Linked DNA regions of Mus musculus: all the other regions are linked to region 4. The links are chromatin contacts, called in public Hi-C and promoter capture Hi-C maps. All regions are on one chromosome and are shown on one strand. Each heading gives the region's core, a stretch centred on a gene start, on an enhancer-like site or on the middle of the called end of the contact. The rest is flanking DNA. Distances are from core to core; before and after follow the strand shown. Region 1 holds the start of Tuft1 (tuftelin 1). Region 2 holds the start of Snx27 (sorting nexin family member 27). Region 3 holds the start of Prr9 (proline rich 9). Region 4 holds the start of S100a10 (S100 calcium binding protein A10 (calpactin)).

Evidence for each region. Promoter capture Hi-C pulls out the DNA fragments that hold promoters and counts their contacts. A called contact is a pair of places that touch in the nucleus more often than the background predicts.
Region 1: a promoter capture Hi-C map of pre-B cells shows a contact between it and region 4, with 5 times the contacts expected there. The contact joins the promoter of Tuft1 here to the promoter of S100a10 in region 4. A contact is called at or near these places in 1 of 39 promoter capture datasets (pre-B cells) and 1 of 115 datasets of contacts at active chromatin or transcription factors (extraembryonic endoderm stem cells).
Region 2: a promoter capture Hi-C map of pre-B cells shows a contact between it and region 4. The contact joins the promoter of Snx27 here to the promoter of S100a10 in region 4. A contact is called at or near these places in 2 of 39 promoter capture datasets (cranial neural crest and pre-B cells).
Region 3: a contact with region 4 is called in a Hi-C map of the N1E-115 cell line, with 4 times the contacts expected there. The contact joins the promoter of Prr9 here to the promoter of S100a10 in region 4. A contact is called at or near these places in 1 of 39 promoter capture datasets (hippocampal neurons) and 1 of 484 Hi-C or Micro-C datasets (the N1E-115 cell line).

Annotation. Positions count from the first base shown.
Region 1 is chr3:94,655,011-94,660,637 of GRCm38.p6, reverse strand. Tuft1 (tuftelin 1) reads left to right here and starts at 1,766. Exons shown (of 13, transcript NM_011656.3): 1 at 1,766-1,913. The coding sequence starts at 1,854. It also overlaps the pseudogene BC021767.
Region 2 is chr3:94,580,927-94,586,126 of GRCm38.p6, reverse strand. Snx27 (sorting nexin family member 27) reads left to right here and starts at 3,411. Exons shown (of 12, transcript NM_001082484.2): 1 at 3,411-3,882. The coding sequence starts at 3,578.
Region 3 is chr3:92,120,641-92,125,911 of GRCm38.p6, reverse strand. It overlaps Prr9 (proline rich 9), which reads left to right and starts at 1,965. Exons shown (of 2, transcript NM_175424.3): 1 at 1,965-2,000; 2 at 2,562-3,708. The coding sequence starts at 2,581. The coding sequence ends at 2,931.
Region 4 is chr3:93,552,743-93,557,884 of GRCm38.p6, reverse strand. S100a10 (S100 calcium binding protein A10 (calpactin)) reads right to left here and starts at 2,768. Exons shown (of 3, transcript NM_009112.2): 1 at 2,674-2,768.

The sequences.
Region 1 (5,627 bases), core at 517-3,016, 1.1 Mb before region 4:
ATCCAGCCTTGGTTTAATTTTAAATTAAATATTAAAAATGGCATATCTATATGAAATTCTTGTCTTCATTTTTCTGGTTAATTTGAAGGCCTACTCCAAAAGTTTTTTTTTCTTTTCTCTCTTTTTTTTAACGTGTGTGTGTGTGTGTGTGTGTGTGTGTGTGTGTGTGTACACATGTGAATACTACATTTGTAGAGGTCAGAAAACAACTTTTGAGATAGAACATCTTTTCTCATTTTCCACAGTGTGAATCCTGGGATTGAACACAAGTGGTCAGGAGGCTTGGCCACAGGCACCTTTCCCTGCCAAGTAGATCCTATTCCAAGAGTCCTTGAAACTGTACATTAAAATGAGGCTTTAGCTCATTTTTTAGAGGTCTCTTGTGGCTGATCAGGCATCTAGGAAACAGACTACTTGTAGTAGAACCATCCTGTCCTAAGAAGCTCTGGGAATAGCTTATACAGAGTGCTGTATGAGTTACTTGTCTGCTGCTGTAATAGAAAACAACAGTCAAGACAGGTTAAATAAAGAGGTGTGTATTTGAGCCTACAGTTCCAGAGGGGTAAGAGGTCATCGCCATCATGGTAGAAAGGTGATAGCTGAGATCTCAAACCACAAGCAGGAAGCAGAGAGCAAAGTAGGAATGGTGGGAGTCTTTGAACTCTCAAAGCCTGCCCCAGTGACTTGGTTGTCCAGCGAAACTACATTTCCGCAATCCCCCAATTAGTACCTCCAACTGGAAACCAGGTATTCAAATGACCGAGCCTGGTGGGGGGGGGGGGGGCTTTCCCAGTCAAAGAACCACAAATGCCTTTTTTGAGGATAGAGAAAGGACCAGAATTGAGTTTTTCTCCTATTCTGGTCACTGATGTCCCTAGTGATTATCTTCCAGGTATAGACAGAGCTTTGTATCCATTCATCACTGGCAAGTGACTCAGAGTCCAGTCTAGTCCCCGCCCACCTCGTTTCCCCACACCCACCCTAACACTTTAAGGACCTAGATGTTCACCAAAACGAATTGCTACCTCTAGTGGTACTGCCTATTCAATCGGATTAGACCTTACACACCGCGCCTGCTGTCCCTGTGACCATCACACAGTGAGATAGCCTTCTACCAGAGGTCAGCCCTCAAGATCCCAGCCTAAGCTTGGGAAGCAACTGCCTTTGGTGCCACTAAGACTCTTTCTCTAGGGTGCAAATTCCTTTTAAGGTCATGTGTCCCGCCTCTCCCTACCATATAAGTCTAGTTTCTGCAAAGCAAGCCCCACCCAGAGCTTAGCTGGCTTTGACTTCGACCTGGGCTACTTGCCAGGAAAAAGCACCTGCCAGACTGGCTTAGACTAGTCCGAGTGAGCTGGTCTTTGGTGCCTGCCTTTCTACCTGTGTGGTAGAACTCTGAGGAAAGATGTACTCAGCTCTAAAAAGCCTACAGGCTGGCTTACATTTCAGGAAAGACCACAGAAGCTTGTGCAAGCCCCAACTCAGACGACCAGACCGATTCTTTCCCGCACCGAACCTGGAAAACTGAAAGGAAAAAGACCAATGAGATACCACAAGATACCTTGTCGTACCCTTAGTAAAATTCCTAAGCGGTCACCCGACCTTCACTCCCAAGCCTCACCTTTACGTAAATCGTCCATAGCACGGGTAGGCGAGTCCTGAAGCCTCTTGGCACCGCCCACCTCTCGCTTCCGCTCTACCTCATTGATAAATACCGCCCTGGGCGTGGCCCATCTTCAGCCCCGCCCCCGACGCGCCTATACTAGGGGGCGGTTCCGCGCGCGCACCCGCCTGCCGGCCTAGTTTCCCCGGGACCTCGGAGTTGAGGAAGCTCATACGACCTCCGCGTGAAGATGAACGGGACGCGGAACTGGTGTACCTTGGTGGACGTGCACCCGGAGAGCCAGACCGCGGTAGGTCGTCACCTTCACCCCGCCTTCCCACTCAGGCACAGTGGCTTTCCAGCTCCGCCGCTCGCGTGCCTCAGGCTCAGGTAGCCCATTTCACCTGACGCCGGGCTCAGTGCGGTCAGCCCCGCGTCGCTCCGTGGGCTTTTTCCTTTGCCCTGTGGCGGACTGTGGAGTGGGAAGCACAGGACGAAACACTGGCAGCTCCAGGGCTGGGGAGGTCCTGTCCTTGGCGCGGACACTGTAGCCCCGGCTCGGGCATGGGGCGCGTTACTCAGGCGTCTCGTGGGCAGCTAGATTGGGTCGTGGAAGACGCTCGAGGGACCGGATCCCTGCGCTGTTTCGGACGTTGCGCCGGCCCAGGTGGGTTACGCCTTTTCGCGTTTCCCGATGGCCTCAGAACCCCTTCAAAGACTTCTGTGATGGCGATCCTTTTACTAGGAAAGGGGGCAGAGGGTCGAATCCTAGGAGAGAGGGGAGAGCATGAGTGGGCGGGATAGGTCTCAGACAACTACGGAATTGGTACCAGATTCTACCTTTCGCCCAGAGGATTTATGGAGCTCTCCGCTCGACGGTCACCTCTTTTGGATTTCTCCTTTTTTTTTTTTTTTAAATCTTGCTTTTCTGGTCCCCAACCCCCTTTCAGCCAGCCAGTAGCTTCCTTGGTTTTGCTTTCATGTCCAGATGCCAAGTCCCTGTAGGGGAATAAGGGGATGCTGCGGAACTCCAGTGGAGAACTGAACCCACCTGGAGTGGGTTAGGGAGAGAGAGGGGGCATTCTCCAGTGCAATCCAGTCTGCCCTGCTCCCTTTATGCCCTCCTCACTCCCTCACTCCCTTTATGCCACCCTCAACTGACCACATATTTTTTTTTCTCTCCAGAGGGAAAGGCCTGTAATTTGATGCTGCATGTTTCTAGTCGTTGCTGGGGGATCCAAATACTCCATAGATCTGTGCTAATTAATTTATTTCCAAGTTGTTGTGGAGAATGAAATGAGAGCCAAAGTGATGGGGAGTTTGCGCCCCCACCCCCCCCATCTGATTCCTATGCGCCTGCCTGTCTCAGCATGTCCTTGAGGCAAAGCTAACCCAGCTACAGCTGGATTATGGCTCTTCAAAGAATTGTTGTAGAATGGGTGCTCATTTGAAGTTCAGAGTACAGCTGATCATTGAAGTCTGTTCACTGTCTCCTTCGACATTTTTGCCTAGAAATATGGAGGTTTCTTTCACATTACAAGTTTTGACATTGCCCAAAGCCCAGCCCACCCCCCAGCCTACCCCAGGTAAGAGAGGTTGACCAAATCAGATAAACAAAACCAAAGTCCAGCCAACAACTAGTCATATCCTATTGTCCCAGCCTCAAGTGCTCCATGCTCTTGGTGCTTTGGAATGGTTGAGTCAGGGAAAGAACATGGAATGAATAAAAGGGGTCATGGGCTTTAAAAAAAAAGAAAGAGGAAGAAGAATCATTTATTGTATTTTTATGCATACACTGTAGCTGTCCTCAAACACATCAGAAGAAGGCGTCAGATCCCATTACATATGGTTGTAAGCCACCATGTGTTTGCTGGGAATTGAACTCAGAACCTCTGGAAGAGCAGACAGTTCTCTTAACCACTGAGCCATCTCTCTAGACCCATGAGCTTCTTTTAGACGTAGAAAAAAGACCCACCTCATATAGAAGAAGGATCTTTAAAACCACAATCCTGGCAGTACAGAGAAGGATATGTCACCCGTTGCTGTCCCTTGATGCTTTTCTTTCTTGTTTGTTGGGACAGAAAGCAGAGGTAGAAAATAGCAATATGTCAGAGGGGAGACAGACTAGACTTGTGACTTATTTTATGGCTGGGCGGTGGTGGCGCACACCTTTAATCCCAGCACTTGGGAGGCAGAGGCAGGTGGATTTCTGAGTTTGAGGCCAGCCTGGTCTACAGAGTGAGTTCCAGGACAGCCAAGGCTACACAGAGAAACCATGTCTTGGGAAAAAAACAAAAGAGGGAGATAGAGAGACTTATTTTATTATAAAGCCAGGAGTGAAATAACCCTTGCCTGGTTTACTCTTGGAGACATTCCTGGGCTCATGAGGAAGGGCAGAGAGTAAACAATCAGTCAGTCAGGAGGCAGGCTTTGTCCTGGATTCTTCTCCTCTGAGCCAACCTGTAAATAAAATTTATGGCTCTGGACAGTCCCTGGGAACCTGTCATGTCGTCAGTCATGTACTCATACCATTGAGCATGCTCAGTGAGGGTGCAAAAGCTGTGAGCAAGGAAACGATTCAACTGATTTATGTGGTGCTGGGAGTTGAACCCAGGTCTTTGGCCACACCAGACAAGCATTTGTCTAACTGAGCTACATCCCCAACTCTATCTTTGTTTATTGGGAGTGCCTTTTTCTTCCGTAATCAGCTGTTTTTATTCCTGTTACTAAGAAACAAACAAAAACATAGTGGAAAAGCTGGGCATAGTGGTAAAAGCCTTTAATCCCAGAACTTGGAGGGCAGAAGTTGATGGATCTCTGTGAGTTTGAGGCTAGCCTGGTCTACATAGTAAATTTCGGGCCAGCCATGACTACATAGGAAGACTTTATTTCAAAACAAAAACCTTAGTGGAGGAGAAATAGCATTTAAAAAAAATAATAACTAACATGCCAGAGCGATGGCGAGGATAGTCTTTCTGACAAAAGCTTTGTGTCAGCTGTATGTATGTTTAATGGGATTAAAGGTGCAAACCACCTTATCTGGTTGTAAAGTGTATTTTAATGTCAAAAGTATTTGTTTAAAAGTGACATTGGTAAGTTATTGGCATATAAAGTACAAATAAATCTCAAACCCATTAGACAATCCTGTTACCTTCCTTTGGCTAAAGTAAACAGCAGAAAGTAACCTAGCTAGCTAAAGAGGAGTTTACTAGAAGGAAAAGATCAGGGCCTAGAAGTTAAAGGAAAGCTTCAATTAAAAGGTCCGAACCGAGGCAGTCCAGGACAGTAATGTGGATGATCCCTGCTTCTGGATGATTCTGGCCAGTTCAGGTCATTTTGCCATCCTTCTGAGATTCCAGGGAAAGGGGCCATTGTCCCCTGAGATTATCCTTAAGTAGGAATGGGCAGGGGTCCTTGATTGGCAGGGTTAGAAGATTGTCTAGTGAAGGATGACATGCTCCAGAGCAAAGCCAGATGTCACCAGTGGGGGACCGTGGAGGCAGTGTATAAAGGAGCACATGGCCACATGGAGTCTGCGTGGGTGACCTCTGCCTGCCTTCTCCTTCGCTCCCTCATTTTCTCCCTCCCTTTGACTTTTTAAATGGAAAGAATATATGTTAGAGGGATAGAGAGATGGCCCAGTCGTTCTAGGCACTAGGTACTGTTACAGAGAGACCCTGGTATGATTTTCTGCATCCACATAGTAGCTAACAACCATCCACAATTTCAGTTCCAGGAGATCAGGTGCCCTTTTTAAGCCTCCATTGGCACCAAGCTTGTATGTGGTATACATACATAAATGTGCCGTACATATTAAATAAATAAATAATATAATGGAAAGAATACTTGTACATAGTGTGTATTTATTTTTTGGCATTTTGAGACAAGATCTCCTGTACCCTAAGCTAACATTAAACTCCTGCTCCCTCTCTACCTCCCAAGTGCTCAGATTTCAGCATGGGCCACCATGCCACATCACATCCTGCTCTTGTACATGATTTTAAAAACAAAACTAATATCAAAT
Region 2 (5,200 bases), core at 2,162-4,661, 1.0 Mb before region 4:
TTCCCCTGCCTTTCATTCTCAAGTGCCAGGAAAACAGGTATAAGTCCCCGGTGCTGGCTCATTTAGTTAGCTAATTAATTAGGTTTGTTTTTAATAAGTCAGGGTTCCCGTGCCAGACTGGCCTTGAACTTACTTAGCTGCCTGGATTACCTTGAACCTCAGATCCTCCTGCCTCTACCTGCCCAGTGCTGGCATTACAAGTGGTGTGAGAGCTGAAACCCAGAACTTCTTGCATGCTAGACAAGCAACGTGCCATTGAGCTATGTCCCCTTACTGGCTTTCATTTGACTGAAAGTTTGAAAGTTAGAGAAGAGTTAAAGAAAAGGAATAATGAGAAAAGTCTCTCTCCTACTCCTGTCCCCTGCCCAGCTGTCCAGACTCCTTCCCTATCAGCAATCTCTCCAACCAGTTTCTTGTATCTAAAGATACTGAGCTATGTGGTTCCCCGTTTATACACTGTAAGATATTACGTCTGTGCTCTGTCCTATTCTCGCTTGACTGGGCACAGTCTCTGTGAGCTCATTTCATGCCATACCACTAGGAGCTTCTTTAGTTTTTCTTTTTGTTTTAAGTGATGATGTTTTCCATTGTGGATGTATCATATTTTACCCAATGACTGTTATTAATCCAAGCTACTGTGACTATAAACAGTACTACAATGACCGTCACAAAAGTGTTATTTCCCAGGTGTGTGAGTGGAAACGGACTCTGAGGGGTGAAGAGGTTGCATGAAGGGCAGTGCAGTTTGACTCCCTAAACCTGTAGTCTGTAGCTATCTCGTTTATCTCTGCATCTCTCACCATTGTTAAAAAGCCTAGAACAGAAGGTACATTCAATTTGTGTGTGTGTGTGTGTGTGTGTGTGTGTGCGTGCACACATATGTATGTGTGTGTGCGTGTGTGCTGAAAAAAATATTAAAAAAAGGTCTCTTATAGCCCAGGATCCCCTTGAACTTGCTCTATAGCTGAGGATGATGACCTTGAACTTCTGATTTTTCCTAGGGCCTCCAAGTTCTGAGTGCTGGGAGTGTATCACCACATCTTGTTTTTATGCGACTAGGGATTAAGCTGGGCTTCCTGCATGCTAGGCAAGTGGTCTACTGACTGGCTGACACCCTTAGCCTCATTCAGTGTATCTATATGTATATTTGTTTATGTATATATGTATTTATATACGAGTAAGTACATTACAATTTATGTATATGAGTGCTCAATTTGCATGTATGCCTGCATGATGGAAGAGGGCATCGGAACCCATTGTAGATGGTTGTGAGCCACTATGTGGTTGCTGAGAATTGAACTCAGGACACCTGGAAGAGCAGCCAGTGCTCTTAACCATTGAGCCATGTCTCTAGCCCTCCCACCTTCAGTATATTTTTTTAATAAAAAATAAAGGCAAATGTTGTTTGTTTGTTTGTTTTTTGAGACAGAATGTTAGCATGTAGCTCCTGGTTGGCTTGCCTCAACTCACAGAGATGGGCTGGCCTCTGTGTCCCGAGTGCTGGGATTAAAGATGTGGGCTTGGCAAAAATAACTAGTTCTATCTGGGCATGTTGATGCACGCCTTTAATCCCAGCACTCAGGAGGCAGAGGCAGGCAGATTTCTGAGTTCAAGGTCAGCCTGGTCTATAGAGTGAGTTCCAGGACATCCAGGGCTACACAGAGAAACCCTGACTCGAAAAACCAAAAAAACCAAAAACCAAAAAACTAGTTATTTTAGCAGCAAGTTCTTTCCATCCAGTACTCAATTCAAAATAAATTATTCAAGTCCAAACCAGATTCCATCATTATGTTGAAGCAAAACTTATTCTATCTTTATTATTTCAGTATTTCAGAACTAACCAAGAGTCTTCATCAGCTTTGTTGTAAAACAAGGTTACTTTTATTCCTTTTGTTTATAATGCAAACCTTTCTTTTTAACCTTCATATGTATGCTCTAACTGTAGTGACTTTGTGTCTCCATTCAGTATGTTTCAAAATCTCTTAATCCCCCTATTGCTTCTTCTGTCCCTTGTAATCTTAAAAACTCTCCATGGCCAGTAAACTCTTTCAGGGGCTTGTTTGTTTTTATAAATTATCTGCTTCTTTTAGGTTCATAATTTTTTACTTGTGTAACCTCATCTACCAAGCAGGGACTGGGCTAGTGCTGTAAAGCGTTAATAAGTTCTAGATGTAAAGACTTGGTACATAGTCATGTTGAGAAAGGTAGTTCTTGGTGCTTCTCCTCTTCTTCTGCTGGATGCCAAGAAGGAAGACTCCTGGCTCGTTATCTCCAGGTTATTTCTCCGGTTGGGGGGTTGTGTTAATATGTCACTTTGGGAGATGAAGTAATGTCCCCCTCAGGACAAAGAGCAAGTCTACTGTATTCCTTTGTACAGAATGGCAACCTTTCCAAGTTGTGTGTCTTAGGCTCTGATACCTTAGGGGAACATCACTCATCAGAGCTCTTTATCTACATGGTGCTTGGTGGGGAAGAACTGAGAATACCTGAGGAGGCTGATACTGTTTCCTTTGTCTTTGCTTTGTGGAATCTTGTGTATTCTACAACATCTACTAAACAGGAATGGATTAACTAGTGACCTTATCAGTAGGGGGAAATCAAATACCAAAGTGGAGCAGTGATGGCGTAGATTGCTATGTGCATTATTTCTGTCATTACTTGCTGTCACCAGGCACCCAGCTCTATCAAGTTTATATCCTGCCAGATCGCCAAAAACACCAACTGCATGCTTTCTAAGAATTCTCTTGTGCTATTGGAAGAAATGAAATAAACAAGATAAAAGCAACTTCAAAACTCTTGCTAAATTAAAATTATTGACCACTTTAATATCCAGTTCTAAATCATGGAAGCTGTTGTTTTCCTCCACACATGCTTTTTTGTATGTCTGTATATAGCCGTGAAGTTGCAATAACATGGAAAAGAAAGTTGCGCAAAAACAGCTGAGCTTTAAATGCTGTTACATAATTGCTGCTTGACTTTGGTAACACTAAAGTTCCGTATCCTAATACTTGAAATAAGGAACCGAATTCACGATCTGGTTGTATCACTTGATTGCTGGGGCTTTGTCCAACATGAATATACAAATGAATAACCGATTCAAGATTGCAATGAATCACCAACTAGTGGTCGGGCATAATCCCAGCAATCAGGAGGCAGAGGCAGGTGGATCTCTGAGTTTGAGGTCGGCCTGCTTTACAGAGCCAGTTCAGGACAGCAAGGGCTACAAAGGGAAACCCTGTCTCGAAAAAACAAAACAAAAAAAGATTCTCATCATCCAACCAAGGAAACTTAACCAGAGCCCAAAGCCCAATAAACCACAACTCCCAGAAGGCTTTGAGCCCGGATGCGTCATGCACCATTTGCAGAACTACATCTCCCAGGAGGCCCTGCAGCGCCCAACCGTCTGCTTCTCCCGCCTTGCTCCCTTTTCCTCACCCCCTCGCAGCGCGGTGGCCCACTAGCTCCAGCGGTCGGCGGAGCGGGCGCGCGCCGGGGTCGCGCGGCTGCCGGAGGGGGCGGGCGCGCGCCGGAGGAGTGGAGGCGTAGGGGGGCGGGGGACCGCTCGCTTGCTCGCAAGATGGCGGACGAGGACGGGGAAGGTATTCACCCCTCAGCCCCGCACCGGAATGGAGGCGGCGGCGGGGGGTCTGGGCTCCACTGCGCCGGGAACGGTGGCGGGGGAGGCGGCGGCCCGCGGGTCGTGCGCATTGTCAAGTCCGAATCCGGCTACGGCTTCAACGTGCGGGGCCAAGTGAGCGAGGGCGGGCAACTGCGGAGCATCAACGGGGAGCTGTACGCGCCGCTGCAGCATGTGAGCGCCGTGCTGCCCGGGGGGGCGGCCGACCGGGCCGGGGTGCGCAAAGGGGACCGCATCCTGGAGGTGTGAGTATCGCTGCCGCCACGCCCCGTCCTCCTATCCTTCGCCTGTCCTGGCCCCGCACCCTGTCACCCAGGCCGCACCTCTCTTAGCTCGAGAGCCTGCCGCGACCCTCGCCCCCCGCGGGCCTTCGCGGCCCGGCTTGGAGCCTCCTGCTTTCCTGGCGTCTCCAGTTTGTGCTCTCCCTGCTGCTCCCATGCCTTTGGCTGCTCTCAACCCGTTTGCCTTCTTCTATAGCATGCCTCTTTCTGCCCCTTACTGAGGGAGTCTCCTTTCGACCTAGCCAGTACTGTGTCCTCCCCAACTTTTCATCTTTAGCATCATAGTTTCCTGGTCGCTGCCACTCCCCTCAGACCTTGTGGACTGTCCCTTCTGCCCTCTAGACCTGATAGGACCTGTGGTCAGCTCATTTTCCTCTGGAGGCATCATTTCTCCCCACCTTAACCCTCCACCCACTTTCCTTAGTTATTCCCCGTTATGATAAAAGCACACCGACATTTTTGCATCCACCGTTTGGCCTTTTCTCCCCTCTTCTTCTTTGTAGTCACACCATCTCGAGTATACCTTATCACATGCGTTTTTGGGGGAGGGGTTGCAACCTGATTTTCAGGCTAGCTTCTCCATGGCTACATTGCTTTTGAGTACAGCCTTTTCTGGCTCCCCGACTTCCCACGTGCACCACTCCTCACACCTTGGAGTTCGGTTTAATAGTGCTCCTAGCTCCTGCTTCCCTCAGACTGCAGTCGACTTAGGTCTTTGCCCGCTCCGTTTTCCTCCTGCTCTGTGCTATTGCAATCCTACACTTTAAATTTCTCGACGTAGCTTTCCCTTCTCTTTTTAAGGCCCCTTCTGCTGTTGCAACCCACCTTCTGCTGCAGTCTTCCTTCATCGAACTTGTTCAGGCTCACTTGTCACCACCACATCCCTTAAAGCTCCAGAGATGTTGTCTTGGCAGTTTGAACGCAGACCTCCACTGCCCTAAGCTGTGTTGTGGTTGTGATTTTGTACTTTGTCCTAAATTTGTATAGTGGTTGTTGGTTGACTTGTTGGCGCTGTGTGCTCTCATTGTCTCCATTCTCCTTCAATCCTGGATCTCTCCTTACTGCATCTATATTGTATCGCCCCCCCCTCCCCGCCCCCCACACGCAGCCTCTCCTTCCATGATGGGATTTACTCACACAAGTCTTTCTTCTTTTTAAATATTTCATTTTAATTGTAAGTTCCACAGCTGCCTGCTCTTCATTTTGTAAAACAGATTCATGTAAGAGCTGCACTTACAGAATCTTGGGAGTCTGTCCTTGTAAAGGAGCCCCCTTCCTCCAG
Region 3 (5,271 bases), core at 716-3,215, 1.4 Mb after region 4:
ACTCTAGAGACTCCTCTCATGAATACTATTTTCCCTTAAATATTAATATTTAGTTAAATAATTTAACGTTGTATTTTCTATTAAAAGTTTTCACCTTACTGGCTTCCAAAGTTCACACTGTTCATTGAATTGTGTTGAAGTTCAGGGTAAATAGCCCTAACCCCCTCCCTCACTGCTCTGTCTTTGGGGGGCCTGCTCTACTTCTTAGATTGTACTTTGGATTTTTTTTTTTTGTTGTTGTTGTTAAAGCAAATTGTCATTTCTTATATCACTTTTAAAAGCCTATGTACTCTATCTTGTATATTGTACATGAATTTTCAGACGAATTGTTTTAGCAGAAGAGAAAGAAACGCTCTATGGTGGGACTGAAGCCTTTGAGTAGATTCTCCTCTGCTCACTGTTTTTGTATATCCACCCCTGTATTCCTTCATAGATGTATGTACATATCAATAACCACTTATCTTCTCTTGTCTTCCAGTTATCATATATGTGATGTTTTTCACGGTTTAGAACTTACAACCAAGAATAGTATGATCTTGCATAAGAATTTCTAACCACTGCTCACAGTCAGCTATTGGATGGATCACAGGGCCCCCAATGGAGAAGCTAGAGAAAGTACCCAAGAAGCTAAAGGGATCTGCAACCCTATAGGTGGAACAACATTATGAACTAACCAGTACCCTGGAGCTCTTGACTCTAGCTGCATATGTATCAAAAGATGGCCTTGTCGGCCATCACTGGAAAGAGAGGCCCATTGGACATGCAAACTTTATATGCCCCAGTACAGGGGAACGCCAGGGCCAAAAAGTGGGAGTGGGTGGGTAGGGGAGTGGGGGGGAGGGTATGGGGGACTTTTGGGATAGCATTTGAAATGTAAATGAGGAAAATACCTAATTAAAATATATATATAAAAGAATTTCTAACCACACCACTAAATGCCATATATATTACAAACATAAATATTATGGGGCTTCATAAATAAGTAAATTTCTTTCTAGTTTACAGTGACTCTTGAAAGGTGATATACTTGAGTGTAGTGTGAATACTGCTGTGACCAGAGAAGACGGGCTCTTCAAGTAAAAGTGACAGGACATAGAAAAAAATGGATATATTGCTTTGAAACTTTTCCTTCCACTCCCAGTTTTCATTGGCCTAAACTTGACAAATTCTCCAGGAGGCAAAGAGATAGTCTCACCTTGTTCCAACTTGTTTCCTTGGTCACATGGAAATTTCTACCTTTCAAAGGAAGAATAACTCAAAGTAGAGAAAATAAGGACAGTCTCTTCTCTTTTCCCCTTCACTATATTACCTGACTAAAGAGCAGGACTTTTATACAGGAAAAAACTTTATTCTGCCTAGGACACTGTGGATCCTCCGCTTAGAACCCCAGAGCAAGCCATTTACCTCAGGTCTGAATGCCTACCTCCAAGCCAAGATCAGAGTCTACCTCAATGTGTAGAACCATGAATTGAGATCAACTAGACAAAATGTATGAAAGGGTTTTATGCTTCATGTAGGAATATCCAGTGGAAATGTATGAAATAAGCCATACAAGTTCATAACTCAGACAGACTCCAGGCTTTAGGCATGGATTCTTCCTGTTGGCAAAGATGTGATGAGGATGGTAGATCTTATCTCTTACCACATCCTGAAACAGTATGAGGAGACAAGAGACTTCAGCCCTGGTTTAACAGACAGATAACATTTTATGGACATTCTTTTTCTGCTGCCTCTAATGAAAGAGTCATGTGTGAAGCTCCTCCCTGCTGAGGTCTGGTGAGAACCCAGAGGCCAAAATGTAGGCTGATTAACAGGCATCACAGCAGTGACTCAAACCATTCGTGATTTCAAACGAAGCTTGTTACGGTGACACCACAATTACGACTTTAGCCCACGTGGCCTGTCAGTCCTCCAGGAGGCTATACCAAGCACTGTATAAAAGTCCCCACCATCCTAGACTCCACAGTCCACATCCTTCATTGAATCTCATTGAAGATCAGGTAAGCATTTCCTTTCTCATTCTCTCTCTCTCTCTCTCTCTCTCTCTCTCTCTCTCTCTCTCTCTCTCTCTCTCTCTCTCCTTCCCTCTCTCTCCCCCCCTCTCTTTCCCTCCTTTCTCCCCTCTCTCCCTCCCTCCCTCCTCTCTGGTATTCATTCCCTTAATCCCTGATGTTCCATCTCTGAGAGGCCACCACTGTTCTGTTTCTATCCTAGACTGTACTTTCTACTACTGTTTTTAGACAGATTGCCATTTCTTGATCCATTTAACTATCTCATTTATTCTGCTTAGTGTTTTGTACATGGTTTTTAAAAATTAGTAATTAGATTTTGTGGAAGGACTGGACAAAAGCACAGGAGAATAGGAGAATACCTTCATCTTGGAAACAAGTATCAAGGGAATCTATGATAGGGATTTTAAAAAAAGGAATAAAAATCAGACTTGGATTTAATTATCTTCTCCCCCTATCCCACTCGCAATCTTTCACACTCATGCACTCCTTTCTAGGTCCCAGCCTTGGTGTTTTAATGTAAAATGTCTCAAATTTTCTGTTTGTTTTCAGGCTCTTCAAATCACCTGAAATGTCTTTCAATGATCAACAGTGCAAGCAACCATGTGTGCCACCCCCATGTCTTCAAAAGACCCAAGAAAAGTGCCAGGCACAAGCTGAGGATGTGTGTGTCTCCTCATGTCAGGACCCCTGCCAAGATAAATGTCCACAACAAGCTCAGGAAGTATGTGTTTCTCAGTGCCAGGAGTTAAGCCAAGGAAACTGCCCACAACAAGGCCAAGATCCATGTCTACCTCCAAGCCAAGACCAGTGCCTTCCTCAGTGTGCGGAGCCATGCCAGGAGCTAGCACAAACAAAATGTGTGGAGGAGTTCCCACAGAAGGTACAGGAGAAGTGTTCATCCCAGAGCAAGGGGAAGTAGCTGCTCAAATGCCATCTGGAGTCAAGAAGATGGCCAACAGAAGAAAATACAACCCCAGTCCTACGGTGACCTTCTCCTGTGGGTATCTCTGTGTAAGATACTGTCTTGTCTCCTGACTTCCTCAGTATTCCAGGACTTGGTCTGTACCTCTGAAGATAGTTCTCTGTATTTTATTAACCTCTGTGAATAAGTGTTCTCAGCAGCTGGCAGACGGTCAAGAGTATGGGAATGTTGTGGTTATTGAGGCAGACCATCAAAGCCTAACACAACTCTCCTGGGGCAAAACCTCACTTAGCCCCTGGTACATAATGGCCAAGGATGCCTTTGTCCATCTTTCAGAGTGCAAGTATCTCTTTCAAGCCTCAAGAGAATCTGAATTTAATGGCTTTATGGTGAGCATCACCACTACAATGAGTATGAAGAAATTGGTGATGCTACAAAATCAAAAATGGTTTAATTTTGTTTGTGCATCCTAACCAAAAAAAAAAAAATAGCTGAACATTGTAATGTGGTCTGTGCTTTGTAAAATTCAAATGAAATGTTTTAAAAGACATAATTCAAACAGCCTATAAGAAACACAAGTTGGGATCTTTAGATCTTTGTCAGTCTTTGTGCTTTGTAGATGATCTGCTTTGGACCATTTGGTGTGAGAGGGCTTTGGATACTATGATTCATCTTTAGTTTGTGTTTCTGGGATAGGAGCTGGCTTCTCTCCAACTTCCTTGCCTTTCCCCCTTGGTGGAAGTAAAATATATAATAAAGCTCTTTCTAAGGCTGATTTCTGATGTGATGTATGTCTTTTCCTTACCTCGGCTGTCTTTTTGGGAATTATATTCTCCTTTTGGAAATAAGTCTGTAGAAAGAATGAAAACCCATCTCACAGATACACAAAACATCAGCAGAAAGACCTCTTTTAGATCGCATAGACCAGCATCCAGACAACCTCTCCAGGCTCATTTGCACACACTTCGTATATTAGAAAATGTAGCAAAAGCTGACACCTTCCCATGCTGAAAACCTCAGGTCCAGGTTCTTTCCACAATAGTCTACTCACTGTTTAGTGTGGTTTCCAGAGGGAAGGACTGAAACGGGAAGTAGAGAAATTGTGTGGAAGAGCTACCCCAAATAAACTCATGGACAGCTACAAATAGCAGAGAGAAATAAAGGTGCCTTTGAGATTAATCAAACGTGAGGACCAAAATTATTTGTCCTGTCATTTGGCCAGATTTCAGTGAAGTTAAAGTAGGTGACCTGGTTTTGTTATGGTGCCCTCCCCCCAACTAAGGACAAACTACAGCTGTGAACATGTATATAAGGTCCAAGGAGGTGCTGCACTGGCATGAAAGAGCCAAAGGCCAGATCCTCATTTCTTCATGAATGCCCTGACCCGGCCTGTAGGGAAGATGTATCAAGGCCTGGCCTCAGAGTAGAACAGGTACTCCTTACCCATCCCCTGCCTTCTCCCACTCTCTGTCACCCTGAGGGAAGGAGATGGAAGGTCATTTGGAGAACAGGTTTAACTTCTTTAACTCATCTGAGGATCCTCTGGCACATAGATCATACTGGTCTCACAAATTTAGAGTTTTTTTTTTTTTAGGATAAGACACAATTTAATAAAATAAGACAGAATTTGAGGAAAGGTTTCAAGGGGGCAATGCAGAATAGTATGCAGGTGATATAGGCCACATCCTGAGTTTTGTGCATTCTCAACAAGATTCTCACAACAGCTTCAGGGAGTTCTGCTGCCCCCTAGTAAAGACCATGTTTGACCGTACGTAAGGCCCTGTAATTCAGAATGCTAACCCAGCCACTCTGAATCCTGACCACAGCTCTTATTGGCATGGCAAAGGTTCATGTGACACTCAGGGAGGTTTTCAATTATCTCTCATCCTCATAAGCCGTATCCAGTCATTTTCTGAATGCCAGGCACTCTGCCAGTTTCTGGAGAGATGATGAGTCAAAAGGTCAGTATCCCTGTGCAGAGCCATAGCTGTCTTTTTCTGCCAGCCACTTCCACCAACATCTTTTCCCCAACTTCCCTGAGCCTCTCAACTCCCTGACCATCTCCAGATGCCTGAGTTAAAGTTCTTTTGCCCCACTGACTGGCTGAGTAGTTTTTTTTTTTTTTTCTCGCCCATATTTTTGCACTGAAAGTATTCCATTAATCTCCAGGGCCTAATTGATTCATAGATGAATCCTGCAAAAAGATCCCCAAAATCCTATTATTGAGACTTCTACTAAACTGACAAATCTCACTGCTATATCTCTAGCTTGTCTCAAGTACAGCAAAGGTCTCTGTTCACTAACACTAGAGGCACCCATTGTGATCCAAAATCAGAT
Region 4 (5,142 bases), core at 1,519-4,018:
TCCGCCTACACCCTTCACGTTAGCCTGAGCAACCTGTCTTAACTGTCTCTTCCTCTGAAGGAAACAATTCCTGTTTTTGTTTCCTTTACAGCAAACACCTACTTTGCACACATTTCCTATGGTGTTCAATTCCAACAATGTTCTTATTTTCTGTCGGTCTTTAAGAGAGGGGCGTAGGGTGGGAATCCCTCTTCCTAAGCAATCCCAAATGTCTGTTCTGGACCTATGCCCAGGTCTAGGCTACAAATCTCAGAAGCTGGAGGCCTGATTTACTTTGTTCATCTGTATTTTTTCCATATCTTAATTTTCTTGAAGCCACCCAGAATTAATTAGGGTGTCAGTGAACACAAACATCCATTATTTTAAAACGTTTGTAGAGTTTCTGTTCTTTTGTTTAGGAGAATTTGAAGACCAATCCTTTTTTTTTTTTTTTAATTGAATCCAGAGGACATTTTTGAATCTGACCCTTACAGTATATTTGGGGTAGGAATGAAATGAAAACAATGGATTTTAGCTCAGACTTTCTCACCAACTAAAACTTGCATACTACAGACATGGTCTGCTAAAGGAAGCTCCAGATGCAATTCAATAGGAAGAAAGAACTCTAGCTCAACCAAGAGCATCCATTTTTCCATGAGGGGTTGTCATGAGTCAGCAACCCAACCAACAACATCAGCTACATGGACAAGTGAGAATTATTTAGTTGAAGGGTTGAAAGTTGTCTTTAAAAGTCAATCAGTCCCTCCCTGCCTCCCTCCAGGGGTGGTGGTCCTGAAGAGCTAGACCCTCACACTGCCAAGCCTGTTACTCCCTTTGCTTTTGAGGTGTGATTCCTAAGTTGTGAATCCTGAGAGCCCATCTTTCCCCAGCACTGTGAGCATTAATTTATTTCATAATTCTGAAAGAATCCTATTGTTCTCTTAGCTAGGCTTAAATGAATGGAATGTGTCCAAGGCATATCAAATACTTATGTATTTGCTGGGAGGTGGGGAGACATGACTCCATGACACACTCTCTCTCTCTCTCTCTCTCTCTCTCTCTCTCTCTCTCTCTCCTGTCAGTAGAAAGCAGGGAGGTATCCAGCCTCAGCCCCACCCAGCCCAGGGCCTGACCACATTGGGGTGACTGCTCAGAGGCTGGCCAGAGGCCAGGCATAAGAGGACAACGGCCCATTTGATGTTGTATTTAGGAAAAGCCAGGGAACAGCATCACTCAGAAATTAGGGGAACCCAAATAACTGCTCTATGCCAAGCAGACCAAAAACAAACAAACAAACAAACAAACAAACAAACAACACTACTCTTAGACTGTCAGTGACAGTGCATAGGCAATGGGAGGAGGACTAAGGTAAATGAAATTTCAGGGAGTTATATGAACTCCTCCTTCCTGCTCCAACGTCGGGCATTATCGTTTGCAATTTGCTGAAACACACCGAAGGCAAGCTCTCTGACAGAGAGTTTCTACCTAATTTGAAGTATAACATGCAAAAATCCACTCCTGGAAGCTGAAACTGAAGCTTGGGGAATGGGGGGGGCGGGGGGGAGAGAGACAGACTTGGAATGGTTCTGCCAGTCTAATTACTGCCCTTCCAGGCAGCTCAGACAAGAAACCCCTCCTGCAGGTTGGTGGCCAGTTAGTTGTGACTCATTTCCTCTTGGAAAATGCCCTGGAAGATGGCACAGTTCCTCTTTTCCTTCAGGGAGCGATCTGTTCAAACCATCCACAGAGAATCAGCAACCAGCTAGGCCACACCCAAGGTCTCACAGCTGAGTCACAGGCCACAGATCACTAGGAGAATCCAGGAACCCTTTGTGCTAGCCCCACCCTGCAGAATGTGTCTGGCTTTCCTGGGGTGGGGGGTGGGGGTAGGAAAATGAGGGAGGTGGGTCCTGTGGATTTCAGAATGTGGATCCGGGCTCTGCTGGTCTGTCACATTTCTGTTTTGCTTGCCACCCACTCAGCAATTTCTCCAGAGTCCTCCCAGGCAGGGCTAGGAAAGAGGTCAGTCATTCCTGTTGCCAAGCTCAGGCCGTGAAGCAGGTACGTCCCTCTCACTGCACCACATGAAAATTAATCCCAGACTGAAGATTCTTCACCAAGCCTGCTCTCTCGTTCCATCTCTCTCTGGTTCCCTTTATTTAATCCGAGTAGCTAGAGGAACACTTGGTAGAGAGACAGAAAGTCCTACTTTAAAGATCCTTCCGAAGCAACCTGGAATTTGCACTGAGGCTAAGGCAACAAGCAGAGCAGGGTCCTTCAGAAAGGGAATCCTCCAGCTGCCAAGCCTCCAGTCCTCCCTGGCCAAAGCGGCTCAAACAGCCTGAGCTCTGCCTGTAGCCTGAAGCTTCATGGAACTGCCAACTAGGACAGAGCGCAAGCAGGTTCTGCTAAACTCCAGTTAACTCTAAGACTAGTTGCAAAGTAGAAAAGATGAGAATGAAGAACCACATGCCGAAAAGGAGAACAGAACAGCGGCTCCAACGCCAGGATGGGGTAGCTCCAGACAAGACTGGCCTCCGCCCCAGCGAGTCTGGGGGCATCCGAAGCAGTGTGCGAGCTGGAGGGGTGGCCCCACCCAGGCTCGCGGGGCGCGGCTCCTCGCGAAGCCTGGCTGGAGGCCGAAGCAAGCGGGTGTGGGGTTCCCAGAGGGCAGATATTAGGTGCGGGACTCACCTGGGCCCCGAAGCGCAGCAGTCCTTGGAAGAGCTGGGCACACCACGATGAGGCTAGTGCCGAAGACCGCGCGTCTTTGTACGCGAGGCGGGTACAGAGGGCGGAGGCGCCCCGGAGCGGGAGGAGCCTGGAGGGCAGGCATCTGCCCTCCCCACCCATCCCTCCCTTCCTGCCCCCCACCCCGCCCCACCAGCGCTCTCTCTCTCTCTCTCTCTCTCTCTCTCTCTCTCTCTCTCTCTCTCTCTCTCTCTCTCTCTCTCTCCTTCTCTCTCCAAAACACAAGGCAACACACACGCACACACACACCCTTCCCACTCTGCCAACAGACTAACTTTGCCCGTCCCCAGGGACAGCCCTATTGTAAACGTCCCTGCGGAAGAATGCTCTTAGTATTTCAGGGCATTCTCATCCAGGGCCGTGCCCTTCCTCTCAGGTTTGATTTTAGAAAGTGGGTGAGTGTAGAAATAAGAATCCAGCCGTCTCGGGAGGCACAATGGCCAGAACCAGAGCCAAGAGCCTCTGCGAGAACCTGCAGGGTTAGGAATAATTTCCTAGATAAGCAGGAGGAACGCTTCTACACCTAGCTTGCTCTAGGACCTGGTCTTGGGGTCGCCTGTGTTGAGTGCAGAAGCAAGGCCCCTGGGCTTCAGCCTAGCCTTGCCACCACTGAGTGGTGAGGATCAGGGCGTGTCCTAGTGCTTGTCAGCTTCAGGAGCTTCTTTGTTACAGGGTTCACCTTTCCTGGTACAGTTTGTGATTTTGCTTGGTCGATAGTTTCAGCTGTGGCCAATATTACTAAGATCTGTTTCGGAGCCCCCTTCTTGACTCTACTTGGCTCTAAAAAGCTCTTTGGAAGAAACTTCTGGAAGATATTTAGAGACGACTGAAGTGTATCCTAACTGACAACCACACCCTTCCCTGATACTTAACATTATTTGTGGTTTGGGATTAAATGCAGTTATTGGTGACACAGCCCAGTCCCTAGCACTGGGGTTTCCCCTGTTCCCAGGGGAAGTCCTAGAAAGGATGAGAGATTCCAAAGGGATAAACAGAATTAGGGAATTCTCTATGCGCCACCACGTGACAGTCTCGGCAGAGGTCAGGAAAATCCAACTTGGATCAGCTCTGTTTTCTCCAGGGTCTCTGAAACCTCAGTTCTGGCTCTTCAAAAGCAGTTTTTCCTTCCAAATCTTCCCACAGGCCTCCCCAGGTCGTCGCAGCTGTGGAGGAAATCTCAGGGAAAATGTGATCGAATTTAGAATACTCCTACTCACTGGTTTTCTGGGGCATGAGCCTTAGAATGTTTAGTTTGTGCTAGAGCCTGTTGATTCAGAGATGGGGAATCAGTTTCTTCTTTCAAAGAGCGCCGAGGTTTCTGAAGATATTGTAAACAATTCCCTATGGTTGATGAGCAGTACAAGAATGTTGGACAGGGGCTTCTAAGGCCCCATAGTGGGGCAACAGTCTGATTCACAGAGGAAGCAACATTTGATAAGAACTCAACAATTAATCATTGTGATTCTTTAATCTGAAAATCTATTATAACCTTTTGGGCAGGTATAGAGGTATAGAGGTGTCGGAGTGCTTTTTAAAAAGTTATTGTGTGTCTGTGCATGTGCCTCCATGTACATGTGTGCCAGAGCACATACGTGGCACTGTGAGAACAGTTTTCAGGAGTCAGTTCATTGGTGTGGAATTTGGAGCTAGAACTCAGGTCATCAGGCTTACACAAGAGCACCTTTACCCTCAGAAACCCCATTGACCCAAATACCACATTCCCTTTGTGGAGGGTTTGGAAAACAGCAGCTAAAACAATAATTATTTATAAATGTATGGACCAAATAATAACTATTTTCATGTATTTTGTTCTAGTCCTATACATATGGTTATATTGATTTTTTTATATTGATTTTTTTTTAGATTGACAGTATCCTCTTTTGTTCCTTAGTATTCATTCTCTCCCCACCCCTCAATATTTTTGAGGTGCCAGGCTTAATCGGGATTGAGCCCAGGTCTTCTCACATGCTAGGTAAGTCCTCTACTACTGAGTTCTATCTCTGGCCCACTTTTGCTTTTTCTGTGTCGCTGTTTATCAAGATCACCATGATCACTCACTCGTTTCCCCCCTTTTCGTTCCTTTAGTGATTTTTTTTTTCAATCTGCTAGCAAGGCTGTAGGATTCTGGAGTCCTAGTGGGTGCCGCCCCACAAAGATGCTGAGGGCACATGATGAACAGAGCCAGCAGGATAGACACTATAGCAAGTGCTCTCTCACTAACTCCCCATGAAGCTCCTTAGCTGCTCTGTGAACTGAAGGTCCATGAAACTTCAGCTCCACTGCTAAAGATGGGTGTGGTGAGGCATGTTTTTAATTCTTGCACTTGGGAGGCAAAAAAATTGTGCATTTGAGGCCAGCCTGGCCTATATAGTGAGACTGTCAAAAAAAAAAAAAAAATTAAAACCAAAACCT